2 separate regions of the Sus scrofa genome follow, and region 1 is linked to region 2. The links are chromatin contacts, called in public promoter capture Hi-C maps. All regions are on one chromosome and are shown on one strand. Each heading gives the region's core, a stretch centred on a gene start, on an enhancer-like site or on the middle of the called end of the contact. The rest is flanking DNA. Distances are from core to core; before and after follow the strand shown. Region 1 holds the start of SFSWAP (splicing factor, suppressor of white-apricot homolog). Region 2 holds the start of EP400 (E1A-binding protein p400).

What was found. Promoter capture Hi-C pulls out the DNA fragments that hold promoters and counts their contacts.
Region 1: a contact with region 2 is called in a promoter capture Hi-C map of fetal liver, with 3 times the contacts expected there. The contact joins the promoter of SFSWAP here to the promoter of EP400 in region 2. A contact is called at or near these places in 1 of 5 promoter capture datasets (fetal liver) and 1 of 2 datasets of contacts at active chromatin or transcription factors (alveolar macrophages).

Annotation. Positions count from the first base shown.
Region 1 is chr14:23,591,526-23,597,339 of Sscrofa11.1, forward strand. It overlaps SFSWAP (splicing factor, suppressor of white-apricot homolog), which reads right to left and starts at 2,727. Exons shown (of 18, transcript XM_003132856.4): 1 at 2,154-2,727. The coding sequence starts at 2,371.
Region 2 is chr14:23,392,527-23,398,505 of Sscrofa11.1, forward strand. EP400 (E1A-binding protein p400) reads right to left here and starts at 3,790. Exons shown (of 52, transcript XM_013982740.2): 1 at 3,339-3,790.

The DNA of each region.
Region 1 (5,814 bases), core at 1,477-3,976, 200 kb after region 2:
ACATTCACACAAACCGAATACATAAATACCTATCCGTAAGAACCAAACGGTCGAAATTTCCTCGCTTCTTTCTGCTAGTCCCGAACGCTCAGGAGAGATCTTCACCAAACAAACTTGCGTCCATTGGAGGTAAAATCTTGGCTAGGCTCGCCCCCTAGCCACTTGGCTGAGGAAATAAGTGCTGGGTTATGTGATAGAGAGACACACATACATAGGAACAGTGACATATACATGCAGTTTAAGGAGGTTCACTGGAAACAGAGCGAAAACTATTAGCGGATGCAGTATGAATACTTTTTTCTACACTCTATGCCCCCAGGATACAACATACATGAAGACACATCCACGTGTACTCGCATGGGCCAATAGGTACTTTAGCCAAATTACAAAGAGCACTTTCTGCTATGCTTTGATCATAAAAGAGACCATGACGATGCTGTTAATGTGCAACTCTCAGGTAATGAGTGAATTAGTAAATTTTACTTAAAACACTCAGATTTAGGGTTGCAAAAATAAATGGAGAGAGACAAACAAAAGTCTGCCCAATTTTTAAATGCTGACTTTTGTAATGAGAACCAAGGACTAATAAAGGAAAAGGAAAAAGACATTTACAAGGAAAAAGGCCGAAAATTTCAGGGTAGCCAGGTTACCGCATTTTATTAAATTTGAAAGTTATTTCTACTTTGACGTAAACCTCCTTAACTTACAAATGTAGATCATCATTAAAATATTACACATGTACATGTGCAGCGTTTGCTCCCCGCTAGTTTTAGAAGATGTAACATTATGTACAGAATGATATGAAAAACTACAAAAGTTCAGACTTCCTCACTTATCAAACTTTAATAATGAATACCAGAAGTAACACTTTGGAGAGGGAAGCTGCCTGACAACTCAGGCAACATCATTTGATCGAAACCATGGTTTAAAGATACAACATGCTTGAGCAGGGCGTGGGGACCCTCAGGTCCAGACCTGAGCTGGCAATCCTCCCTCCACGAGTCCTTCTTGTCTAGATCTAACTCCACATGGAAACGTTGGGCATGGAAAAAGGCGTCTGGTAATTATTGTGTCCATTCTGGCCAGCTCAGAGGTCATCCCTACAGTCATGTTCCAAGGCTCTGCAGAATCCAGTTTTAATTGTCTCAAACGATGGGCTTCCTTCACTCGGAGGGACTATTCCACAGTTTAATGGTTGGTCATGGTTACTTTTCAGTCCGGGCCCCAGAAGTAGAGTTGCCAAATCGGTACAAACCAAACCAACAAACAAAACTCCCAAGAAGGAACAGAGGGGGGACTGAAAACATGGGAGGGGAGGGGAGCAAACAACCTACATCATGTAACTGTCATCCTTTTCAAATCAAACATCTTTAGAAATCCCAGTCTTGGGACCCCTCTGCCCAAAGTGACTAAACACCCTCTAGGGTGATTACCTAAGACATGTTTGATTTGAAAAGAACACATCTGTATCCCAGGTCCACCCTTCAGTTTTAAGAGACAGTGAAACCAGCCCTAAGAACGCTACCTCTAAGAGCAAGGCCAGGGTCTGCACGAAGTCAACTGGCCTCCAACTGATTGGCAACTTCACCTCCAGCCTGTATCTGTCAAACTCATCCGATTAACACAGGATAGGGGAGGAGTCTGGGGCGGGGGATGGGGGGGAGTCAAGCCGGCAAAATACTGGCGCTCCACACAGACCGCTGGGGGTATAGAACTCTTGGGGTCCAAGAAGTTCCTAACTGCGGCATCAGCGTGCGGCGTTTCGGGCTGCCCTCCCACCACACCGAACTGTGGGAGCGCGGAGGGCCCAGAGACCTGGTCAGGAGAGGCCCAGGGCCCGGGCAGCCCCCATTGCCCAGGGTGGCAACTGCAACCCAGCGACAAGGGTGAGAGGTCGCGGGGCGCTGCGGGAGCAGAGACGGTTACCTCCGGCGACAGACGCGGCACGCAGCTCCAGCCAGTGCCTTAGGGCAGGTTTCACCATCCCCCCCCCACAAAAGCCAGGAGGATGCGGGGACAGGGGAGGGGGGGTGTCCCCCAGATCCCCGATGGCTCCAGAAAACCCCTTTTCAGTCCTGGCCATCAAGTCAACATCAGACGAAATCAAGCGGGCGAGGGAAGGGGAGGACCGGCGGGTGGGGGGTGGAACCGACCTGTCGATGAGGATCTTGTGGTCCCCCATCCAGGGGATGAGGTGCTGTCCCTGTTCCTGGGCCAGGGCCCGCTCGTCATCTCGGAACAGTTTGCAGGCATAGCCGAAGACCAGCAGCTCCACTCGGTTCCCCCCACCGCCGGCACCGCCGGGCCCGGCCTCCTCCTTCACGCCGCTTTTCCTCTCGGTTTTGGCGCGGCCTCCACTAGCGCCGTACATGACAGCGTCCCCGGCGTCCAGGCTGGTTGTCTTCTGCGCCGCGCCGATATCCCCGATGCCTCCGCCTGGCCTACCCCCTCAGTCAAAAGCGCCGCATCCCGGCCCCAACCTCGACACCGCCGCCATAGCGGGCAACAAAATGGAGGGAGCGCAACTTCCGGAGAGGGGCGTCCCTACTTCCGGCGAGCAGACTCGGCAGATTCGCTCTCTCACCGGAGCCGTTTGCGCCGCTAGAAAATATTTGTCTTGAGCCTTTCGCATTCGGAGGCGCCACCACGTTAGGGGCTGTTGTTATCAGGGAAGAGCGGGTTTTTAGTGTTGATTTTCTCAGACGGCCGTCCGGAGCGGTAGCGAAAGCGCGGCGTCGGATTCCGCGCCGCCTGCAACCGGGCAGGTCCCCGCGCTGGGCGGAAGGAGGATGGGTGTTTAGGACCCGTGAGCGGCTTGGTGGGGCGGATACTCTCCGCTCCTGGGCGAGGTTTCCTGTTCCCTGCCGCCGGCTCCGGCCCTGGACCCATGCGCGCTGGGGCGGGGGTGTTATTTCGGGTGCCCTGGGGCCTTGGGGCCGTGAGGATGGGGGCTCTGGGGCCCAGAGGCCGTGGGGTCTGGGGCTCTGGGGCCGGGGTACCATGGGATCGGGTGCTCTGGGGGCTGGAGGCCGTGGGGTCGGGGGCTCTGGAGCCCAGGGCACCGACAAGGCCCTGGGATGAGTCACATGGCTTTTCTAAGCCCTGGTCCTGGGGGTCACGCTCCCTGTCTCGCTTCCCTCGGAAGGTTTCCTGAGTGTAAGTCAGAAAGCTTAGTAAGTCGTGAAGCTCCTCGTGGTGATGGATCTTGGGGTCCTGGGACCCCCATGGGAGAAAAGTGTTGAGGGGAGGTGGTGGGGACCCAGTTCTTTGATGCCAGTCAGTTGGATGCCGGGTGACTTGGCTAGGTAGTTCCTCTTTGGCGTCGGTTTTCTTCTATTTTCTTTTTGCTTTTTTTATTTGTATTTTTAGGGCCACACCTGCAGCTTATGGCGGTTCTCATGCCAGGGGTGGAATCGGAGCTGTAGCCTCCAGCCTACGCTGCTGCCTCAGCAACGCCAGATCTGAGCCGCGTCTGCAATCAAACCACAGCTCTTGGCAAGACTGGATCCTTAACCCACTGAGCGAGGCCAGGGATAGAACCTGCATCCTCGTAGATACTAGTCAGATTCCTTTCCTCTGAGCCACAACGGGAACGCTTGGCCTCGGTTTTCCACCTGCGGTTCCATTAGGAGCTTTCCAGCTCTTTTAGCTCAGCCTCCAAAGTTCGGCCTCAGTCAAGGGGCCAGCTTGCAAAGGCACTGACTTAGGGACCAGAGCTCCATTTCTACTCTGGGGCCAAAATCTCTGGGGGTGAGATAGTCATTTGCCTTTGCGGGCCATGTTCCTTCTCCATAAAATAATGACACGCCTTTCTGCTAGTAAGGTTGAACTGAGATAAGGTATATAATAAACGTTAATAGGTTTTAAAAGATTAAGCCACAGGTGGTTTCCTCTCTAGGGGCCTTCCCTCTTCTGATTTCTCTGGCTGGGTCACCCTTCTGGCTTTTCATGTGACAGGCTCTTCATCCAGATCCAGCTGTTAACTCAGACTGGCTGTAGCTGTCTACGCTATATAGAGTTTTCCTTCACTGTTTCTCTCTGCCTTTGCAGCACTCCCCAGCACCCCTGTTACACACTGCGAGTAGCCCCTCGTTAGGATTAGCTTCAGGGGAGCAGGGTTTTGTTGGGATCACCCGAGCATCCCCAGTGTCTAGAAAAGCCTGGCACACAATGGGCCAAATACTGATCCATATCTGTAGAATAAGTGGCCCAGGAGCTGAGCATGACCAGGCAAATGTCTTCCACCGAGGAGATCTGCTGTACCTCCCTTGGTTACTTGATAAGCCCCCCTCTTGGTTACTCCTGAACATGTGCTGATCTTGGGGTTGCTAGGCTCACCTGGCAATTTCCTTGGTTTCCGGAAGTGGGATAAGGCCCTGAGTTAACTCCCAGTCCTCTTCTCTTTCTGAGTCTCAGTTTTCTCATCTGTAAAATGAGGATAGTTCAGCATTCTCTGCTTCAGAAGGCTGTTGGAGATCTTGAATCTAATTATGTATGCCAGGGTGTCTAGTGATCTACCCCAACTGTGTTTCTAGGGGGTTCCCCTGTGGCACAGCAGGTTCAATATCTGGCATTGTCACTACAGTGGCTCAAGTCACTGCTGTGGCTTGAGTTTGATCCCTGGCCTGGGAACTTCCATGTGCCATGAGCATGGCCCAAAAGAAAAACAAAATTGTTTTTTTAGACCATAGCAATGGAAGGATATAGGATGGAGTAAGTCTAATCTGGTGGATAGATGACCAGCTGAGAGGGTATATAAGCAGCCAGGGAGAGGGTGGGAGCCAGGCCAAGGGTGGGCTGATCTCTAAGTAGAGGCCTGGGGTGAGATAAAGCAGAGCATTTTCAAGGAGTCAGATTCAGTTCAGTGGCTGGAGCACAGAAGTAGCAGAGGAGGGGAGTGGTAGCAAGAATTAAGGCTGGAAAGCACAGTTCCTTCTTTGGCTCAGCAGTGACACTGACTACTGTCCATGAGGATGCCATTCAATCCCAGGCCTTGCTCAGTGGGTTAAGAATCTGGCTTTGCTATGACCTACAATGTAGGTCGCAGACACAGCTTGGATGCGCTGTGGCTGTGGCTGTGGCCGGCAGCTACAGCTCCCGTTCAACCCCCTAGCCTGGGAACTTGCATATACTGCAGGTGCAGCCCTAAGAAAACCAAAAACAAAAAAACAAAAAAACAAAAAAAACAAAACCTGGGAGGCAGGCAGGGCAAAATCATGTAGACTTTGGGGAGGAGTGTGGACTTGCTTCTAAGGGCAGTGGGAGCCATGGAAGCTTGGTTGTTGGGAGGAGTAGGAGGTGGGGGAGGGGGAATCAGGTGTTGGGCTAGCTCAGTGATTTTTGAACTGTGGGTTGCAGTCTAGTAGTGGTTATAAAATCAATTTAGAGGCTCATAAACAGCACAAAAACATGAAGAGAAAATAGACTGGTTCTTTGCATTCTGAGATGAATTTTAGGGTTAGCTTGTCAAATTGTTGTCTGAAACCTTCAAGTGTTTTGGGTGGGGTTACTTGGGAATAGTTGACGTCGCAGTATTTGCCCTTCCACTCTACTAAAATCTCATAGTTTTCTGATATCCTCTGTAAAGATCATACACACGTTTTGTTAGATTTATTTTTTATTTTTTTGATGCCATTATTGTCTGTTTTAAAATTCCACTTGCAAATTGTTTGTTGCTAGGAATACAAATTTAAAAGACATTTTGGGAGTTCCCATTGTGGCTTGGTGGTAACAAACCCTATGGATATGGGTTTGATCCCTGGCCTCACTCAGTGGGTTAAGGATCTAGTATTGCTGTGAGCTGTGGTGTAGGTT
Region 2 (5,979 bases), core at 2,540-5,039:
TAAAACTAATATACTGTTGTATATCAATTATAACTCAATAAAACCAAACAAGCAGATATATATACCACTATATGCCACACATGCGGCCCTATATATAGACACACACAAATATCTACCTGTACATATGTCAAACCTCACTTGGTCCACGAGTCTATCTCTACGAGAAAAGCCAATTTCCTTCCTCTAATTCACGGCATGTGAAGTCTGTTCCCCAGTGTCCCCCCAAATTTTTAATTACCCCATATGCCTAGATCCCTACCAAATCCATATGCCTTAAAATAGAATGCATTTATTCAACAAATATTTATTAAGCACCTACTCCATCGGACAATATTTGAAGCACTGTGTGTACAAGCATGAACAAAGCATAGTGCCTGCTCCAAGGCAGGCAGTAAGGCAATAATGCAGTAAGTGCCAGACCATCAGTGCAAAGGCCAAGCTCAGGATGAGGGAGGGATGGAGTGTGGGGGTGAGTGCGCAAGGTGCTGGGTTATTCGGCAGCCTCTCTGAAGAGGGAACTCCTGAAAAGAGAACTGACTGAGGGGCAGACCCGTGGCATGGAGGGACCTGACATTTCAGGGAGACCCTATGTGAGCCCAGGCCCTGAGTGGGATGTGGCTGGAGCCAGATAATAAGGAGTGGAGTGTTGATACATGAAGTCACAGGGGCAGCAGGGACCTGGACACAGGAGTCTTCATAAACTGCCTCAAGGACTTCGGCTGTTTTTATGAAGGAGATGAGAAACCACGAAGGACTCTGTGTTGAGAGTCAACGGCAGAGCAGCTCAGCTCAGGTGAGCAGAGAGCAGGGAGGAGATCATCAGAATAACCCAGGTGAGACAATGTGCTTGGGGCGGGGGTGGGGGGGTGCTTAAACGACAGCTGTAGCCAAGAAGGCAATGAGAAGCAGTCAGGCTTGAGATAATTTTTAAAGTGTGAAACAATGTGTGTAGGGAGTTCTGACTAGGAACCATGAGGTTTCGGGTTCAATCCCCGGCCTCACTCAGTGGGTTAAGGATCAGGTGTTGCCATGAGCTGTGGTGTAGGTTGCAGACGTGGCTCGGATCCAGCGTTGCGGTGGCTGCAGCTCCGATTAGACCCCTAGCCTGGGAACCTCCATATGCCACGGGAGCGGCCCAAGAAATAACAAAACAAAAACAAACAAACAAAAAGATATTGACACAGCAGTGTAAATCAACTATACTCTAATAAAAATAAAATTAAAGTAAAAAATAAAGTGCGGACCAACCAAATTTGGAACATGGAAGAAATGCAGAGACCACACAAGGAGTTCCAACCTGAGCAACAGGAAGAATGGAGGTGCCTCTGACTGAGATGTGAAAGTGTATAAGGTTTCACACAAGTGAAAGTAGCTGTTTGGAATGGGACGATCCAGCCAGGAGATACACATTAGGGCATGTTAACATGTGACATTCAGCCATGACGAAGGATGAAATCACCCAGGTGTACAGACCAGAGAGGAGGTCAGTGGGCCTGTTTCAGACAACCAAAAACTTAACTTGAATCAAGTTCAAGAGAAGAGAGAAGGAGAGGAAACAATGACAGGGAGTATAAGAGTCTTCCTATTTCTGGTGTTAAAAGAAGCTAAAATCTAGAAAGGGTAAGGGTAGGGAGTTCCCATCGTGGCGCAGTGGTTAACAAATGCGACTAGGAACCATGAGGTTGCGTGTTCCGTCCCTAGCCTTGCTCAGTGGGTTAAGGATCTGGCTTTGCGGTGAGCTGTGGTGTAGGTCACAGACTTGGCTCGGATCTGGCGTTGCTGTGGCTCTGGCGTAGGCTGATGGCTACAGCCTGGATTAGACCCCTAGCCTGGGAACCTCTATACGCCTCATGTGCAGCCCTAAAAAAGACACAAAGACAAAAAAAAAAAGAAAGAAAGAAAGAAAGGGTAAGGGTAGCTGGAGAGGTTCTATGTTGATACGAATATTTTGGAGAGAAGATAAACTGAAAGCAAAACAACAATAGGCAAGAAAGAACGGATCCAACACGAGATTAAATAAATAAAGGTTCACAGATACTACAGCACTAATAGCAATTAACTATAGAGGATTAATAGCGCCCATTTATAACTACATGTTTTTATTTTCTTTTTAGGGCAGCACCTGCAGCATAAGGAAGTTCCCAGGCTAGGGGTCAAATCAGAGCTGCAGCTGTGGCCTACACCACAGCAATGCCAGATGTGAAGCACATCTGTCACCTACACCACAGCTTGCAGCAACGAGGGATCCTTAATCCACGGAGCGACACCAGGGATCCAACCGCATCCTTATGGACACTAGCCGGGTTCTTAACTCGCTGAGCCACAATGGGAACTCCGCTAACTACATATTTGTAAAAGCACATTACATTACATTATACCATCACACTCCCACCCCCAAATTTACGTGACTGGGACAGGGGCCACGAAAAAATTGCTAACTGTGATAATCTACGGGTGGTAGAATGGTTTAGAATTTTAAAATGTATTTTTTAAAGGTTTTTTCCAAACATGCAAAGAGAGTATTTACATCTCATTGGTTCCAGTAAAAAAGTTACAAAAGCCATTTTATTACACAGATCACGTAAAAAAAGAAACAAAAACCTCACCAGAACATACAAATAAACGAAAACAATAAACCTCTTCTATAACGCCCGAAATAAGCACTAGCAGCACCCCGCTATGTTATTCTTCTCTGATAAGGTGACGTCCAAACAAAGATGCGGGCTGCAGAACGCTGTGAGAACGCGTTCCGGGAGGAGGGAGCAGGCAGCGCAAAGGCCGAGAGGTGAGACGGCTTTGGCATTGAAGAGGTCAAGCGGGCTAGGGCAGCAGGCTGAAGATTCTGAACAGTCTGGAGGCCCCGCTAAGCAGCTCGATGCTGCGCCGTGCGGATCTCCGGCTGACTGGCTGGACAAGCCACTTGCCCTGGGCACCTTTTCCCACACCTGCGGGGGAACACCCCGCACGAAGAAGCAAAGCGGCATCATCCCCATCCCGTGAAAGGGCTCAAACGTCGAGTCCGAGGAACATATAAAAAGAAAGCACCCGCCCCAAAGCTGACTCGAATCTCGCGCAAGAAAAACAATGCGAAGCGCCCCGCGGTCTGCTCCCACTGAGGAACCGGCCGGCCAGCAACGGGCCGTCAGCGCCGCCCGTCCGCCCCGTCACCCATCACGACGGGCCAGTCCCCGCGCCGAGCCAGCCCCGTCCCACGGCCCACCGCGCGGGGCCTCCCTCCCCGGAGCCCGTGCCCCTGTCCGGAGCCTCCAGGGAGGACCGAGGCCGGGACATAGGCCACACGAGCCCCGACTCGTCATCCCTGCCGCGCCCACACCTACCCGGGGCCTGCCTGCTCCTCCGCGTCGAACTGGGGCTGGGGTCTGGGTCCTGGAGGCGCCGTTCCGCTCGAAACATCCGGGACCTGGGCGGAGGAAGCGGCGGCGCGCCTGCTACGGCGAGCCGGAAGGAACGCACGCCCGCAGCTGCGCTTTGGCGCCCGGCATGACGTCGGATGAGAGGGAGGAGTCGAGACGGCCAGAAAGGCTAGAGAGGCAAGGCGACGAGGCGGGCCGATGGGCCGGCGGCGGGCCAGGCGCGGGGTTTGTGGAGAGTGCAGGTTGCGTGAGGGGAGCTCTAGCGGCGACGGCGCGGGCTGCGTGTGCCCATCTGTCCCCTCCGGAGCGCCTTTTGAGCTCCGGCTGTAGGCCCGGGAGGATAGCTCGGAACCCCGATGGGTCGGGCCGGCCAGCCTGGGAGGAAGGGTCGGCTGCGGGCTCTGGTGCTTGCGGACGCCCTGGGCGGGGCGAGGGGCGGGAAAGTGGGCTGGCCTCGTGGGAAGAGCTGTGTGCTGGGCCGGGTCCTGCAGGCGGGGAAAGAAGGGCTGGGACCTGAGGAGGAGGGGCGGAAAGGGGCGGGGGTAGAGGAAAAGCATCCCTCTGGAACAAAGTGGCACTGGACCGCAGCCTCACAGTACATGCAAAAGTGAACTAAAAATGGATGAAAGACTTCAATGTAAGTGCTAAAATTACAAAACACTCAAAAGGAAACAGATGCAAATCTTCAAGATCATGGATTCGGCGGTGGTTTCTTAGATATGACAACAAAACCCCAAATAACAAAAGAGTAAATAGATATGTTGGACATCATCGAAATTTAAAACTTTTGTTCTCCAAATGACAGCATGAAGAAAAGACAACCCACAGAATGAGGGGAAAAATTCGCAAATCATAAACTGTTAAGGGACTTGTATCCGGAATAAAAAACTTATACAACACGGAGTTCCCATTATGGCTCAGTGGATTAAGTACCTGACACTGTCTCTGTGAGAATGTGGGTTTGATCCCTGGCCTTGCTCAGTAGGTTAAGGATCTGGCATTGCTGTGGCTGTGGCATAGGCCTGCAGCTGCAGCTCTGATTTAACCCCCATCCTGAGAACTTAGATATGCTGTAGGTATGGTGGTAAAAAGAGAAAAAGGGGGGGGGCAGATAATAAGTATTGACAAGGATGTGGCAAAATCAGAACCCTCAAACACTGCTGGTGGAGATTTAAATTGACAACCATTTGAAAAAATGGTTTTGGCAGTTCCACAAGAGTTAGGAATTGACATATCACCCAGGAATTCCATCCCAAGTCTATACCCAAGATAATTAAAAACACGTATCCACACCTGAAAGTATGTATGAAAATATTCTTAGCAGCATTATTCATAATACCCAAGGAATAGAAACAACCCAAATATCCATCAGCTAATTAATAAATGAACAAAATGTGGCATAGCCATGTAATGGAATACTACTCAGCCAAAAAAAAAAAAAAAAGAAAATGAAATACTGACACAGCTGCAACATAGGTGAACCTAGAAAACATTAAGTGAAAGAAGCCAGGCACAAAAGGCCGCATATCATATGACTCCATTTATATAAAATGGACAGAATAGGCATCCACCATGACTGTAGGTGGATGTGGGGGGTTCAGTTTGGAGGGTGATGAAAAGGTGAAATGAGGTAGTGCTGATGGTTGCACAACTTTGTGAATTTACTAAGCACTGAATTGTGCCCTTTGAAAGGATGAGTTCTAGGAGTTCCCTGGTGGTCTAGTGGGTTAAGGATCCAGCATTGTCACTGCTATGGCTTGAGTCACTGCTGTGGCACGAGTCACTGCTGTGGCACAGGTTCAATGTCTGGCCCAGGAACTTCTATGGGCCATGGGCCCGACCAAAAAAGAATTTTCTTTCTTTTTTATGACAGCAACTGCAGCATGTGGAAGTTCCCAGGGGTTGTCGAGTCAGAGCTGCAACCGTTGGCCCCTGCCTCAGCCACAGCAACCCCAGATCCAAGCTGCATCTGGGACCTACATGGCAGCTTGCAGCAGGTGTATTCCTAACCCACTGGGCAAGGCCAGGGATCATCCTCACCAACACTATGTCAGTTTCTTAACCTGTTGCGCCACAATGAAAATGCCCACATTTTTTTTTCAATTAAAAAAAAATGCTTAAATGATTTTCCCACCATCTTCCTGGATGGCTAGTTCCTATGCACATCTTACACTCTGGCCGCCATTGGAATCTGCAGGGCGGCCAGGACAGCTGATATGGAGGGCCACTGAGCTCCTCCTGAGCCAGGAGGGCAGGGAGAGGTGGTGCTAGCTCAAGCTTTGCTTGCCTTCCTGCATCTCAGGGATACAGTGCTTTCTGTCTAAATCAGCCAGTCATCACCAGTTGCCGACAACTGAGACCCTGACTATGCAGACCCCTGACTCAACATTTTCCTGAGTGGGCTTCCACACTTGGGGAAGAAGCAAGGAACCCAGTAAAAAGCCGGCCTCAAGGTCGGGTTTGTTCCCTGGTGTTCTTCAGAGTCGGGGAACAGGCACTGTCTGGTAGGGATCCAATTCTGGTTGTTTTTGTTTTTTTGTTTGTGGTTTTTTTTTTTGTTTTGTTTTATTTTTTTGTCTTTTTAGTGCCTCACCCACAGCATGTA